2 separate regions of the Sus scrofa genome follow, and region 2 is linked to region 1. A link is a contact called in public Hi-C data. All regions are on one chromosome and are shown on one strand. The core of a region is the stretch at or near the end of the contact, and the rest is flanking DNA. Distances in the headings are between cores, read along the strand shown.

Region 1 (3,053 bases), core at 432-2,931:
TCTTCATTCCATAGAGTTCCACAATTGTCTTAGAAGCATCACTCATGTGTACTGAGTGTTTATTATGTGCACACACTGTTCCAGGCTCTTCATTCATTTAACTTGTCAACTTAATCCTCATCTCAACCCTGTAAGGTATTTCCTATTTATTTCCATCTTTTACAAATAAAAAATGGTAAAATAACTTGCCCAAAATCACATAAATAATAAAAAGTAAAGCTGGTGGTCCAAAGCCTGTGTCTTAACCCATTCAAATACTGCTTTACAAGATACACATCAAAGGTCACCTCCTCTGAGGACTCCTGTGCTCTCTCAGGCCAAATCATTTGCTTCCTTCCTGATACCAATATATTTTTTAGCATGGCAGAGCTTTTCAGAGTACATGATCTTTTTTTCAGATACTTATATATCTCTGTACCTTCTATAAATAATCTAGGGTACAGCTGCCTAAAAGAACTTTCTGCAAAGATAGTGATAGTGCAGTCTCTGTGATGTACAATGTGGTAGCCAACAGCCCCACCCAACTATTGAGCTGTTGAATGTAGCCAGTGTTACGCTTCTTCATTTTATTTAAATTTATTTAATATAAAACTGAATAGCTACATGGGGCTAGTAGCTAGGTATTGAATAGTGAAGATCTTATACACAGCAAAGCAGAGGACAGTAATTCCTCAAAATAAGTCCATTCAACAAATGAAAAACTACATTGGACAAAGAAAAAACACTGTACAGCTTCATTTTTGTCTTTCTAATACAGACTCACTCACATTGGTTTACTTTATTAATAAACGTGTACGAATAAGCATTCGACAATATACAGCTCTACTCTTTATATATCTATCCCATATTTCATCTTGCATAGTAACATATCTTCATATTACTTACACATATTATCTACATATCTACTTTTCTGCTGTAAAAGTTTTTAAAAGATTTTAACAACTTTGCTGTGTAAATATTTAGTTTATAATTATCTATGCTTGCTCTGCAATCTTTTTTTCCCTCTGTGTTGTTCACTGATGAATCCCAAGTGACTAGATTAGGGCCTGGCACATAGTAGGGACTCAAAATATTTGTCTAATGAATGACATCATGCATCCTGAGGCATCTTTGTGAAGTGTGAAAATCTAATTTACAAGTTGTTTTCAAATACCATGTAACTTTTATGAATATAATGTAATAATTAAGGAAATTGGTAAATTACATTGTGTAGACATAAAGCATTTATTCATTTTATTTTTGAAGATTTTTTTTTACATTGGCATTTTGGAACAAAAGCCCTATCTTTTCCAATTTCCAAACAAAACCTGTCTTTGTCCTCTGAAACGTTCTCACAACTTCCTCAAAATGCTTGACTGCAACAAGCCTTCAGCTGAGCAGAAACCACAATATTCAAAATGTCAATTTCTAAGGGAAGGCGGGGTGAGGGTGGGTAGCTCTAAATTGGTTACGCTTCAGGCCAATTAAAACTGAGATTGAAAGCTCGGGCCATGTCGAAGCTCCCCGGACCCACGTCCCCTCGCAGTGGGGCCAGGGATGTGCGTGCCCAACCAAGAGCGTCGGATAGTGAAGTGGAGTACGCATGAGGCCCAGGGCGCCTGCGCCGAGGCCCCGCCAACACCAGACCCCGCCCCACCGAGGCCCCGCCCCCGATGCTGCCATAGAAACCCAGAAAGCGACATGGCTGCCACCAGCCGGAAAGAAAGGCTTTTGAAGCTGCCGGCGGCTGCCTTACCCAAGTCACCGTCACTTGCGCCAGGTCCAGCAGCTCCCATCCGAGAGAGGCCTAAGAAGTGGCTGGTCTATCCACAACCACCGAAGAGCTCCCGCATGTCTCCGTCGGTTCTGCGCTGGCTCCAGGGCCTGGATCTCAGCTTCTTCCCTAGGAACATCAGCAGGTGCTGGAGCGGTCGGGCCCTGGCCGCCTGGCGGGCGCATCCGCCGGAGCAGAGCAGTCTCCTGGTCTGCGCCGCCCACCCCGCAGTAACGCAGGGGCTTTCCTGGGATTGCCTTGCCCGCTCTACTCCTTCACTCGTCACACGCACACGCACAAGCACACTCACACACTCGCCCCCTTAGGGAGCTGATCTGCAAAAGGGTGAAGCATTTCATTTATTCAATCAATTCTATCATTCCGTTTTAGACTCAGCTAATATAGAATGCGTTGGTGACAACCCCCAAATAAAATAACCTAGGCTCTTTTTCAGGGACACTGGACATTAGTACTAGTGGGGATCCGTTTACTTTTTATTAGCCATAGCATCTGGTTTGAAGGTTATTGGGGATTGAAAAAGTTGCTCCTTATAACTGAAGCCTCTCTGAGCATAACTGGCAGTTAATACTTGCACTGGGAATGCAAATTGAATTCCTTAAAAATAAAGGTGATGACTTTCATTTTGCAGGCAAGGGCTTTCTCTGGTTTACTGATTTAGGCACTCCTTAAGAAAAACATGCTTGAAATGTTCAGTGCCCCCAGTGGTATCACCTGGGGGCCTTGTTAAAATGAAAATTCAATATGAATTAATAGTTTGGGTTCATAAAAAGAACACCATGGCCTTTGGTGTGTGTCTAATCTTACTCAATCACTACCCCATAGCAAGGCCTCCTCGAAGCAAGGATGCATCAGACTCTACTTTTATAATTATCTTGTCGTCAGTATTGAATATTATATGGGTGTGAATTGATTACAAAATAATACAAACTATATATGTAACTACATTTTATTTCATTTCCTTATTGATATGGATCAGGGATTTTTCCAATGGCTTCTTGATCGCAGAAATATTCTCTATACATTACCCCTGGGACCTTAAGTTGTCATCCTTTCAAAATGGAACTTCTTTAAAAGTCAAGTTGGATAACTGGGCACAATTGGAAAAGGTAAATTAGCAGTTACCGATGCTTTTAACTTTGGAGAAGTTTGTATTTGAAGAGGTGTATTCCTGAGGTCTTAGATTTCTTGAAATGTGTGTTAGTGGCTGGGTGCTAGTTACCCAAAGCCGCTAGGTGGCATTTATTTCCTTGTATTAAAAAGGTTATTAAACTGTAATCTA
Region 2 (2,876 bases), core at 347-2,846, 49 kb before region 1:
GATTGTTTCCTTCTTGATCCCTTTGCTATTCTAATAAACCTTCAAAATCTGTCTTTTCATTCTTTCATCAACTCCACCATCATACTGAAAGGGCTTGTTAGGCTTTTCTTTGTAATACCTACCTGTTTCTTCCTTTCTGTTAAATGTCCCGATTGCAATCTCTACGTATCAGAGATCTGGTCTATTTTTAAAGCTAGCACTATACTTTGAGCCTGACAGGGAAACTAACAGGGGTTGAAAGGTGTCTCCAACTATAATATCGAAATGTGTGGAGAGCAAGTGAGGATGTGGCGGGGGTAGGGGGATGACCCTGGTTTTATGAAGCCACTCTAAGGACCTGGAAGAAGCCACATGTGACTGATATCCCATGGACACTTTAAGAGGAAGCTCCCCTCTTCAGCTAAGGGTCACACTTTCAAGTTCTATCTTAGGCTCTGAGGAAGGTTTAGTAGCTTTACCTACAAGTAGACAAGGTCAGTTCTAAGCATGTTTTATTGAGCACCCTGATGTGAAGGCACTGAAGAAACAGGATATAAAAAAGCAAAAAAAGCAAAATATATTGTTCCCAACTTTAAGTAAGTTATTCAGATCGAGGAAGATGGGTGTATCTACATTTAATCATTATTTTCCAGATATACTAAATGCCAAGTGAGTCTAAAGAATGGAAAAGTCAATTTCAGATTTGGACCTTCGGAGATATTTTCCTGGGGGAGACAGATCTTAAGTTGACCCCCAGATCCCAAAAATAAGCAGAAGCAGGAGTCAGAGGGGTACATAGGATATCCAGAGACAATATATTTGACTTGTGATAGAAAAATGACAATCAACTGGGGCACAGATTGGAAAGAGTTTGAACATCAGGTTAAGCAATTTGAATGTTACTTTGTGTGGTTGTTTTTTTTTTTTTTTTTTTTTTTTTTTGCTATTTCTTGGGCCGCTCTGGCGGCGTATGGAGGTTCCCAGGCTAGGGGTCGAATCGGAGCTGTAGCTGTTGGCGGCGTATGGAGGTTCCCAGGCTAGGGGTCGAATCGGAGCTGTAGCCGCCGACCTACACCACAGCCACAGCAACTTGCGATCCGAGCCGCGTCTGCAACCTACACCACAGCTCATGGCAACGCCAGATCGTTAACCCACTGAGCAAGGGCAGGAATCGAACCTGCAACTTCATGGTTCCTAATCGGATTCGTTAACCACTGCGCCACGACGGGAACTCCTCGAACGTTACTTTGAAGACAGTAGGAGTTGCTGAGAGTGTTTGGTGTCAGTAAACGTGGGAAAATGGAAAGAGACACATATAAAATGTTAATTTAAAGTCAATTTATATCCTAGCGGTCTCTGGAATTGGACAATGGGACAGGTTTGAGATAGGTAGACCAGTTAGGCTCCTGACATAAGGAGATGAGGGCCTGGATGTGTTCAGTTGTGGTGATGGTATGAATAGAAAAGAAAGAATGACAACAAAAAATAAAAAGGGAAAGAAAATAAGGAGGAATGAATCTGCTGATCCCTTTCAATAGCACTGACAGAAAGAGGAGATGTTCCCCTAGGATCTCCCAGAAATAGACATGAACAGATCTAAAGGAAATTCTATGGACCAGAAAGGCTTGATTAGCCACCCAGGCAAGTCTGCAGTTTCCAGCCAGCACTACCCCAGAGATGTGGGTCCTTAGCTGCTTGGTGGATTACCTGTCTCTAGTGTGAAATGTTAGGATGGGTCAGGGAGCTGCAGAAGTAGAATCTGATTTATTTCATGTTTATTCCCTTTGTTCCACTTTTTTGTCACCAAGTAACCTTCTGGTTATGACCTGGCTTTCCATCCACATCTGTTCACAGCAAGAGAATGTACTGGCTGGTCCCAGGAGTGCTTTAGTCCACCTGACTTTTATGGTTCTCGTTGTAAATTAATATGTTTGCATCTCAACATCACTCTGGTGTTCCGTCCTCTTTGAGTTGTAAGTCCCCCTCTAAGATGTGACTTCGCTCCAGCTTTGCTGACAGATCAGGTTTCCAAGCCTGCAAGGCCGCGGGCCAAATTTTAGTCTGTGGAAAATTCATCGAGGTGATGCCTCTGCTTGGATAACAATCTTGTGACACCCAGCTTGTTTGGGCACTCCTTTCACGGCTGAGGCTTTAGGGAGAATATGGAATGGGTGTAGACTCATCTGGTAGAATATTTGTGCTTGTGATTTCAGAATTTGGTTTCACAGTTGCCATTAAGCATGCATTTTTTTTAATCTATTGTTGGCACCGGGAAATAAGATACAGGATAAATGTGCACCATGGGTCAGATGGTAGAAGGACTTGTCATTTAGGAGAAGAGAATAACCTAGGTAGGAAAAGCAACTAGAATTGTGTATAATGTCATAGTCTTTCTCCATCAGTAAGGTCCAGCCCAGGTTTAAAAACAACTTTAGGAATTGAACTCGACAGCCAATGCCAGCAAGGGTAGAACTGTCCATGATACTTGTTCCCAAGGAACAACTTGTTTCCTGAGATTTGGGGTGTTGCTGGGTTGATTGTCTCTGAGGCGAGTTATGTCAGGAACATTTCTCAGAATCTCAGCAATGAAAAATTTCAAGCCAGCCTGTAGACTGACTTGTGTCATGGTGTTCATTGTGTGAAGGTATAAAAATACCTTGAAAATGTGAGAGTTTGGAGACACATTTTCTATACGCAGGTGGAAGAAGGCCACATAAGAATAACTGGAATTGATAGAAATGCCCTTCTGTGACAAACGATGTGACATAATCAAAAGTGTTACCAAAAAAATTTTTTTAAGTGACTTTAACTTTTCCCACATTCTACTATTTTTCAGAAATGCTAGAGCACTTTTTGGGGAGATGAAAAAAAAAATCATACTGTGAGTTAAGACAGGA

Evidence for each region. A called contact is a pair of places that touch in the nucleus more often than the background predicts.
Region 2: a Hi-C map of skeletal muscle shows a contact between it and region 1, with 1.9 times the contacts expected there. The contact joins the enhancer-like site here to the promoter of SPATA4 in region 1. A contact is called at or near these places in 4 of 47 Hi-C or Micro-C datasets (epiblast stem cells, fetal skeletal muscle and skeletal muscle) and 1 of 2 datasets of contacts at active chromatin or transcription factors (skeletal muscle).

What each region holds. Positions count from the first base shown.
Region 1 is chr15:38,704,371-38,707,423 of Sscrofa11.1, reverse strand. It overlaps SPATA4 (spermatogenesis associated 4), which reads left to right and starts at 1,681. Exons shown (of 6, transcript NM_001177923.1): 1 at 1,681-1,898; 2 at 2,751-2,880. The coding sequence starts at 1,681.
Region 2 is chr15:38,753,296-38,756,171 of Sscrofa11.1, reverse strand. All of the region lies in intron 2 of ASB5 (ankyrin repeat and SOCS box protein 5), which reads left to right. Among named protein-coding and RNA genes, the nearest start is that of ASB5, 12 kb to the left of the region's middle. Within about 2 kb of position 1,596, at least 2 of the 83 cell types and tissues checked have an H3K27ac peak or open chromatin away from gene starts, as enhancers often do. A contact at or near this core is called in fetal skeletal muscle and skeletal muscle, where this site is marked.